Linked DNA regions of Callithrix jacchus: region 1 is linked to region 2. A link is a contact called in public Hi-C data. All regions are on one chromosome and are shown on one strand. The core of a region is the stretch at or near the end of the contact, and the rest is flanking DNA. Distances in the headings are between cores, read along the strand shown.

Evidence for each region. A called contact is a pair of places that touch in the nucleus more often than the background predicts.
Region 1: a contact with region 2 is called in a Hi-C map of induced pluripotent stem cells, with 1.8 times the contacts expected there. The contact joins the promoter of NUP210 here to the enhancer-like site in region 2. A contact is called at or near these places in 2 of 3 Hi-C or Micro-C datasets (induced pluripotent stem cells and skeletal muscle).

The regions. Positions count from the first base shown.
Region 1 is chr15:70,561,850-70,566,543 of calJac240_pri, reverse strand. NUP210 (nucleoporin 210) reads left to right here and starts at 1,350. Exons shown (of 41, transcript XM_078351692.1): 1 at 1,350-1,531.
Region 2 is chr15:70,510,013-70,515,054 of calJac240_pri, reverse strand. NUP210 (nucleoporin 210) reads left to right here. Exons shown (of 41, transcript XM_078351692.1): 5 at 4,091-4,187. Among named protein-coding and RNA genes, the nearest start is that of NUP210, 53 kb to the left of the region's middle. Within about 2 kb of position 3,269, at least 2 of the 16 cell types and tissues checked have an H3K27ac peak or open chromatin away from gene starts, as enhancers often do.

The DNA.
Region 1 (4,694 bases), core at 101-2,600, 53 kb before region 2:
CCCTTGCCCCCAGTGGCCCTGATCTCACTCCCATAACAGAATTTCTCCCACACCCACCTCACCCTCCCAGGTGGAGTTAGGGTCTTCCCCCATCCATCCCCCATGGACTAGGCACGGCCTGTGGTCATCACCACCTCACACACCGTCTTCTCCTTTGGTTTGTGGGCTCCGTGAGGGCTCCCAGCAATCAGCCCAGGGCCCAGAACAGGTAACACTGGGATCAGAAGCACAAACCCCTGAAGCTGAATAAGTCACCTTCCCATCCTGCAAACCTTGGGCAAGTGTGGCTCAGGTATTTTGCATTTGTGTTTTCTCATCTAAACAATGTGAATAGTAATAGTACCCACTTAAGGAGGTGCGGGGAGGATTCAATGACAGCCGCACACAGGATGAGCCTAATAAATTGGGACATATTGGGTGTGTCCATGTCCAAATGTGTTTAGTTATCAAAATTTCAAATCCAAAAGAATTATATTTTAGTGAAGGTATAATACGCAGGTCTTAAGTATATATGTACGTCCTCAAGCTCCAAATCAAGATACAGAACCTTTCCTCCGCTGAAGAAATTGTCTCTTTCCAAAGAATTTCCCTCCCCACTAGAGGCCACCACTGCTCTTACTTCTAATGTGATCGGCTAGTTTCGCCTGTTACTGAACTTCAAATAATGGAATCTTAGAGTCCTCAATCTCTTTGCGTGCAGCATTCAACAGTGGCCGGGCATCGTGGCGCGAGCCTGTAAACCCAGTACTTTGGGATGCCGAGGCTCCTGGGACCATCGCTTGAGCCCAGGAGTCTGAGGCTGCAGTGAGCTATAATCTCACCACTGCACACTCCAGCCTGGGCGGCAGAGCAAGACCGTCTCTTAAAAAACAAAACCACAGTTATGCCTATGGGATTTTCTCATGCTTTCAAGTTTACCAGTAGTTTCCTCCTTTGTGTTGCTGACTAGTATTCATTTTATGAATACACCACAATTTATGCATTCTCCTATTGACGCATATTTGCGTTACTTCCAGCTGGGCTATTACGAACCTGCCCTACTAACGCAGGACAGGTTCTTGGCTTGCCCAGTAAAACTTGAAGAGCCAGCCGGAGGAGATAGAAGAAAACAGCTTTGCTGAGGCGGCGGCGGCGGCACTGCTACAGCTCCAATGACTGTTCTAGCATAGCAAGACCTCCCCCACAGGAACTGTGCAGAGGGTAGCAACCTATGGGCAGTTTTGTAGGCGTATTTAGGTCCACTGCGAAAGATACGTTAGTTAAGAGGATAGTCATTCAGAATTAGCTAGAAAGTGGGCGGGAGCTTCCGGTGTTGCCTCGGCAAGGGGCAGTAACGTCCGGGTGTTGCCACGGCAACGGTAAACTATCATGGCGGTGGTGGGCGTGAGTCATGGAGTGGGGCTTTTAGCGCCTCTTCTCAGTTTCCGCCAATCTTAAAGCTGTTCTGGAGTCCTGTCCTGGCTGCCTCCTACCTCACAATGAACATTTATTTGTGCTCGATATTTTTTGGTGAACGTATCATTTGACTTGGGTAAGTAGTTAGGAGTTGCTTAAGTCTTAGAATTTGTTTAACTTTATAGGAAACTGCCAAACAGTTCTCCAGAGCAATTGTACCGTTTCAAAAACTCACGCCTGCTTGACCCGGCGCAGTGGGAAGCCGAGGTGTGCGGATCACTTGAGGTCGGGACTTCGAGATCAAACTCACACCTGCAGCGTTCCACTTGTTCCACAACCTTGGCGGCATTTGGTGTCACTCTTCATTTGAGGTGGTGCTGATGGATAGGAAATGGTGTCTCTTGGTGGTATTACTTTGCATTTCTCTGATGGCTAATGATTGTGAGTTTCATGTACTTAATGGCCATTCATAGATCTTTTATGAAGTGTCTGTTCATTTTTAATCTTTTTTTTTTTTTTTTTTTTTTTTTTGAGATAGGGTCTTGCTCTGTTACCCAGGCTGGAGTGCAGTGGCATGATCATGGCTCATTGTGGCCCCAATCTCCCTGGCTCAAGCAGTCCTCCCACCTTAGTCTCCCAAGTGGCTGGGACCACAGGCCCACACCACCACTGCCTGGCTACTTATTTTTATTTTTATTTAATTTTGATTTTTTTTTTTTTGAGACGGAGTTTCGCTCTCGTTACCCAGGCTGGAGTGCAATGGTGTGATCTCGGCTCACCGCAACCTCCGCCTCCTGGGTTCAGGCAATTCTCCTGCCTCAGCCTCCTGAGTAGCTGGGATTACAGGCACGTGCCACCATGCCCAGCTAATTTTTTGTATTTTTAGTAGAGATGGGGTTTCACCATGTTGACCAGGATGGTCTCGATCTCTTGACCTCGTGATCCACCTGCCTCGGCCTCCCAAAGTGCTGGGATTACAGCCATGGGCCACCTCACCCGGACATTTTTTTTTGTAGAGATGGGGCCTCCCTATGCTGCCCAGGCAGGTCTTGAACTCATGGACTTAAGCAATCCTCCTGCTTCCACCTCCCAAAGGGTTAGGATTACAGGCATGAGCCACTGCGCCCTGAGTTTTTCCATTTTAGCCATCCTAATTGTTATGTAGTAGTAGCACACAGTGAGTTTAATTTGCATTTCTTTTTTTCTTTTTATTTTTTTGCGAGACAGAGTTCTACTCTTGTTGCCCAGGCTGGAGTACAATGGTACAATCTCAGCTCACTGCAACCTCTGCCTCCCAGGTTCAAGTGATTTTCCTGCCTCAGCCTCCCAAGTAGCTGGATTAAAGCCATGTGCCACCATGTCCAACTAATTTTGTATTTTTAGTAGAGACAGGATTTCACTATGTTGGTCAGGCTGGTCTGGAACTTCTGACCTCAGGTAATCCGCCGGCCTTGACCTCCCCAAGTGCTGGAATTACATTTGGATTTCTATTTTGACTAATGATGTTGAGTATCTTTTCATGTCACCCATGTAATCTTCATAGTGAATATCTGCTCAAATCTGTTGTGCATTTTTAATTTTTTATTTTAATTTTAATTTTTTGGAGACAGATTCCCCCTCTGTCACCCAATCTAGAATGCTGTGGTGTGATCATGACTCACTATAACCTCAACCTCCTGGGCTCAAGTGAACTTCCTGCCTCAGCTTCAAAAGGAGCTAGGAATACAGGCACGTACCTTAGCACCTGGCTATTTATTTATTTTGGTAGAGACAGGGTCTCATCATGTTGCCCAGACTGGTCTCCAACTCCTGGGCTCAAGCAATCCTCCTGCCTTGGCCTCCCAAAGTGCTGGGATTATAGCATTAGTCACGCACCTGGCATGTTGTGCATTTTTAAATTCGATTTTTAAAATTGAGTTTTGAGAGTTCTTTGTTTATTCTGAATATAAGTCCTTTATCAGGTGTATTATTTGTAAGTATTTTCTCCAGTCTGTTTGTCTTTTTATTCTCTTATCAGTGTTTTCAAAAGAGCAGAAATGTTAAATACTGGTAAAGTTCATTTTATCCAATTATTCTTACATGGTTTTGTGACTTAGAAGATGGCCAGGCACTATGCCTCAGGCCTGTAATCCCAGCATTTTGGGAGGCAGGCAGACCACCCTGAGGTCAGGAGTTGAGACCAGCCTACCCAGCATGGAGGAAACCCCGTCTCTACTAAAAATACAAAAATAAGCCGGGCATGGTGGCGTGCGCCTGTAATCACAGCTACTTGGGAGGCTGAGGCAGGATAATCTCTTGAATCTGAGAGGCCAAGTTTGCAGTGAGCCAAGATTGTACCGTTGCACTCCGGCCTGGGTGACTGAATGAAACTCTGTCTCTAAATTAATCAATTAATTAATTAAATTAAAAAAAGAAGAAATTGGTGCCTACTTCGAGCTCACTAAGGTATCCTTGCTTTCTTATAGAAGATTCATGATCTCAGCTATGTGTGAATTTGGTTATCTAGTTGTTGTAGGACCACTCTTTGAAAAGCTTTCATTTCCCAACTGAATCATCTTGTCCTCCTTATCAAAAATCATTTGACTGTATGTAAGGGTCTATTGTTCGACTCTAATTTGTTATGTAGATCTATTTGTCTGTTTTTGTTGTTGTTGTTTGAGATGGAGTTTTGCTCTTGTTGCCCAGGCTGGAGTGCAATGGCTTGATCTCGGCTCACTGAAACCTCTGCCTCCCAGGTTCAAGTGATTCTTCTGCCTCAGCCTCCCAAGTAACTGGGATTACAGGTGCCTGCCACCACACCCAGCCAATTTTTTTTTTTTTTTTTTTGAGAAGGAGTCTTGCTCTGTCGTCAGGCTGGAGTGGGAGTGCCGTGACGTGATGTCGGCTCACTAAAACCTCTGTCTCCCGAGTCCTTGGCCTCCTGAGTAGCTGGGATTACAGGAGCGCGCCAGCGTGCCTCGCTAATTTTTTGTATTTTAGTAGAGATGGGGTTTCACCATGTTGGCCAGAATGGTCTCGATCTCTTGACCTCGTGATCCTCCCACCTCAGCCTCCCAAAGTGCTGGGATTACAGGCGTGAGCTACTGCACCTGGCTTATTTGTCTGTTCTTATCTGATACTGCACTGTCTTCATTACTATAGCTTTATAGTGAGTCTTGAAATTAAAAGAAGTAAGTCCTCTGTAGGGCAGAGGGCCCCACAGGGTCATGGGGTATGCCTTATGCTGTGCTGAGCCGCAGGATCCGAGAAATAAAGAGATGGGAAACAGAAGCACAAGGAAAATGCAGCTGGGCTTGGGG
Region 2 (5,042 bases), core at 2,020-4,519:
GAGTGGGCACATTATTCTATCTAATGTGTTCTAATGTGGCTGTGTTCTAATAAAGCTTTGTTTATAAAAATAGAGGGGCAGATTTGGCCCAGGGGCCGTAGTTTGCCAACCCTTACTTTTGACTACTCTGTTGTTTCTTCCCTTAAGTCATTTAAAAAGAGATGTTTTAATTGTATTGAGATTTATATCTCATGAAATTTTACCTGTTTCAAGTGTACAATTCAGTGTTTTTTGTAGATTCACACAATTGTGCAAACATCACCATTGTCTAATTTCAGAACATTTTCATCACCCCAAAAGGAAGTCCCACACTCATTACAGTCACTCCCCATTCTCTTCTCTCTCCAGCCCCTGATGACCTTGAATCTGCTTTCTGTCTTTGCATTTGGCTGTTCTGGACATTTCATGTGAATAGAATCACAGTGTGTGTGTGCAGCAGTATACAACCATACATACAGTCTTTTGTGACTGGCTTCTCTCACTGAGCACGTTTTCAAAGTTCATCTGTGTTCTTAAGTGTGTCTGCATACTTAATTCTTTTTTTTTTTTTGAGACAGTTTACCAGGCTGGAGTGCAATGGTGCCATCTCGGCTCACTGCAGCCTCCGCCTCCTGGATTCAAGCAATTCTCTTGCCTCAGCCTCCTGAGTAACTGGGACTAAGGTGCATGCCACCATGCCCGGCTCATTTTTGTATTTTTAATAGAGACAGGGTTTTACCATGTTGGCCAGGCTGGTCTCGATCTCTTGACCTCAAATGATCCACCCACCTAGGCCTCCCAAAGTGCTGGGATTACAAGCACGAGCCACTTCACCTGGCCCGTGTTTCATTCTTTTTGTGGCTGAATGACATTCCATTGCAGGGGTCAACCGTGTTTGTTTCTCTGCTCATCCATTGATGGACTCTTAGGTTGTTTTCACATTTGGCGGTTATGAATAATGCTGCTGTGAGCATTCACATGTAGACATGGGTTTTCCGGTCTCGGGTAGGAATGGAATTGTCGGGGCATAGGATAACTGTGCTTAACTGTTTGGGAGCTGCCAGGAGGTTTCGCAAGTGGCTGCCGTGTTTCAGATTCCTGGGGGAAGTGTGTGAAGGTGCCGTGATCTCCACATCCTGGTCAGAACCTGCTATTGTTCATCCTTGTAGTTCTAGTTAAACCCCCTTTAAGTCACTTTTTGCTTGAATGTGCATCTGTCCTCCCCAGGCAGGTGGTGGGGATGTTGGGATTGGGGAGATGCCTGCCCAGGCCTTCCCAGGTCAGTGTTATGCCAGGAGGGTGCCCAGAGGCCTGGATGGTTTCCTTTCACACTCCCTGCACTCCTGAAGGGTTGATGGCCCCTGCGGCCAGTTCCAGAGTAGGACGTCATCTATTCTCCACAGACTGAGTCATTCACCAACAGCCCATGTCAAAGCCCCACCTTTGCAGCAAGGAAATGGTTAACTCCCTTCCTTGTCCTCATCCACTGTGAGGGTGTCATGCTTTCTACTGGGTCCTCATACTTTGATGAGTACCTTCATCATTTCTTTTGCCTTTTTTCTTTTTCTTTCTTCTTTTTTTTTGAGATGTGAGTCTTGCTCTGTCACCAGGCTGGAGTGCAGTGGCACAATCTGGGCTCACTGCAACCTCTGCCTCCGAGGTTCAAGCAATTCTCCTGCCTCAGCCTCCCTAATAGTTGGGATTACAGGCATCTGCCACCATGGCTAGCTAATTTTTGCATTTTTAGTAGAAACAGGTTTCACCATGTTGGCCAGGATGGTCTTGATCGCCTGACCTTGTGATCTGCCTGCCCTGGCCTCCCAAAGTGTTGGGATTACAGGTGTGAGCCATCGCGCCAGGCCCTTTTGCCTTTTTTCTGAGCCTGCAAACTCTTTTATGGTCAGAAGTCTCCTCTGTGAAGATGAACTTGACCTTTAGAACCTTTGAGTGTCTGTCAGTCCCAGAAATGATGTGCCTTATCAGATTGATGAATGTCAAGAAAGATAATTGCTCAACAAACAGTGGCACCCTGGCTGCCCATAGATGCCAGGCAGTGTCTTGTTCCCTTTGTAAGTACAGTGTCTTATTGTGCTTATAAATGGTCTGATGCCCACTGTATAGACAAGGAAGCTGAGGTTCAGCCTCAGTAACTTGCCCACAGTCACACAGCTCATGGGTGGCCAAGCAGGGGCTGGGATCCAGGATGCCTGACTGTTGCCTGAGCTCTTTTCCACCTGGATGCACGGGCTGTCTCCTGCTGCTGCATTTTCCTGGGCATTGGGGGCCCTCCCAAGTGGCTGGGATCTGCCTTTTTGGCCAGAAGCTGCCTGTAGAGTGCCTGCCTCCAGTCAGTGTTCTCACAGCTATTTCCTGGGCCACTCATGCCTCTTGCATGAGCAGAACTGGACTAGCTCAGGGTCTCCAAAGATGCCCTGCCTCACCTTTCCTTATGCTGTCTCTTCTGCCTGAAGCACCTTCCCCTCCTGAACTCTGCTTTCAGAAGCCATGCTTCCTCTGGCATTGCCTCTCAGGTGTGCTCTCCTCCAGGAAGTCCTCCTTGGCTGCCCAAGGTGGGACTTGTTCCTCCCTTCACTTTCCCTCAGCTTTTGAGTGGCCCCTTCACTGACCCTGGGGTGCCAGACATTTTCTACTGTGGCTTTTTGAGGTCAGCGCTTGGAGGACTGAGATCAGTTCATTCTTCTGGACCCTTTTGTGTCTGACACTGGACTTTGCCCAGCTGGCATCAGGTAAATGTTTGTTAAGTTGAATTGCTTAACATTTTCCTGCAGCCATCCTGCAGGACAGGGGAGGTAGATCATCTGGAAACCGGACTGCTGGCTTTCATGGTTACTATCTAAACTTGGCTGTGAGGCTTCAAAGTCAAGGGCTCTGTCTGTTGCACATAGTAGTACTGACAGCTTTTTTTTGGGTGGAAAAAGCAAAACTTTGGGCAGAAGTTTCTTGAGAGCTTTCCCTGCCTCCTTACTCCTCAGCAGGCCCTTCCCCACCTCCATCCATAAGCGGGCTGTTGTGAACTGTAGACATGTCACTAAGCAATGTTTCATGTGAGACTTGAGACTTCATGGGGCCAGGGATAGGGGTGAAGAGAAGCAGGACCCCAAGCCTGTCCAACTCTAAATACCTTGCACTTTGCACTGTAGAAACAGCATTTCTTGTCCCCCAGATACCCTGTATTGGGAGCTGGTTAGAAAGGGAATGTGGATGAGGGATGTGGAACAGGTGTGGGGTATCAGGGGCTGGCAGATAGTGTGGGGTATCAGGGGCTGGCAGATAGTGTGGCATGGCCCCTTCTAGAGAGGGCGAGCAGCTTCTGGCCCTCAGGGAATGAGGTCGAAGTGGCAGGATCTTCAGCCTTTCAAGGGAAGGTAAGAACTAGGTTTCCAAGTGGCATCTGTTTCTTGATTGGAAAGGACAGGTCAGAAGGCTTCCAGGCAGCAAGCCAGGACATTAGAGCTAAGGCTGGCTAGGCCTGGCCCTCCACTTTTAAAAAGGGACCGTGCTTTTAAAAAATCACGTAGCAGATCATGAGGAAAGCAGCACAGTTGTGAATACAAGCTCAGACCTGGAGCCTGCACCAGCACTGGCTAAGGACCTATGTGGCCCCCGTAAAGAGACAAGAGTCGTGTGACCCTAGACAGTTGGGGTAATGCCCCTCCTCCCTGGATCCCTGCTCCTGCACAGGGAGGGAGAGGAGTTTACTATCAGGAGGTGGTGAGCAGAAGCAAATGGCCCAGGTTTCTGAGCAGCCTCCTAAACTCTGGAATGCTCACAGACGTGTGGGGCAGCAGTGTTAAGCACTGCACTGAGCTGGTCTTGCAGTCAAAGGCAGGGAGTCACAGCAGGAAGAGCACAAGCTTTCACCTGACAGCCCTGGGTTCAAATCCTGGCCTTGCCCCAGTGATCACATGATTGTGAAGGTCTTCATTCCTTTCAGCCTCAGTTTTCCCTCCTGACATGCAGGTCATGACACTTGCCTGGTGGTGGGTGATGTGGAGTGTCGTTCCTGTGTGGGGCAGAAGCTCCTATCCCACCTCCCTCAGCCCTGGGGAATTAACTCCATGCCTATCTGCCCCCACGTCTGCTCTTACAGGGAACACCTTCAGCACCCTGGCCGGACTGGTCTTTGAGTGGACAATTGTGAAGGACTCCGAGGCGGACAGGTTCTCAGACTCTCACAATGCACTGCGGTAAGGGGTGCCTCTGTCAGGCCTGACCCCCTTTGAAGGGAAGCGGGAAGCGGGATGTCTGTGAGGTCCACACTGGCCAGGGGCTTTCATCTTAATCAGTGTGGAGCCTGGGAGATTCTCAGGATGCCTGCAACATTCCAAGTGTCTGATTAAGGAGGAAGGTTCACTTATACTATTGTGCGGGAGCCTGGATGCTTCTGCAGCCCACAGAGAGTGTCGTGTGGGAAGTTGTCAGAGGCTTGGGACGTCCAGCTGGAGAAATGAGACACACATGGCTGTCTCAGGGTGCAGGGGAAGTGTGGGTAGCCCCAGGCTGCAGTTCTGGGAGGCTAGTTAAAGGGTAGCCAGGTTTTGGCTGGCGCATGGGCCAGCTGTGTGTGCCAGCCTTAGGTGGAACAGGGTTAAGTCCCCCATATGGCAGTGTAGCCAGACTTGTTTTGAGGTGGACGCCTTAAATGTCTTGACCTGTGTCATCCTCCTGGCTGCCATGTGAGCTTGCACACAACTGTGCTCTCCATCGAGTGTTCCCAAAGGCTGAGACTTGGAGAGGCCGATTTGCTTGTCTGAGCTCAGGAAGGGCAGAGCTGGAGTTTGAACTCAGATCCGTGGATCTTCACTGTCTCCATGGGAGAGACCAGCCGTGGGAGTCATGGGCCCCAGGGCTATTTATTTGTAGTTAAAAAATGAGCGGTTCAGTTCTTGAGATGCTCTAGTCTCCTGTCAGTGGCTCACTGTGCTGCCACGTGTGGGTCAGGGCAGGAGGAGAGCCACACGGGTCCTTGGCTGGTGCTGGTGCAGGCCCCAGGTCTGAGCTTGTATTTGCAACTGTGCTGCTTTCCTCATGTTTTGCTATGT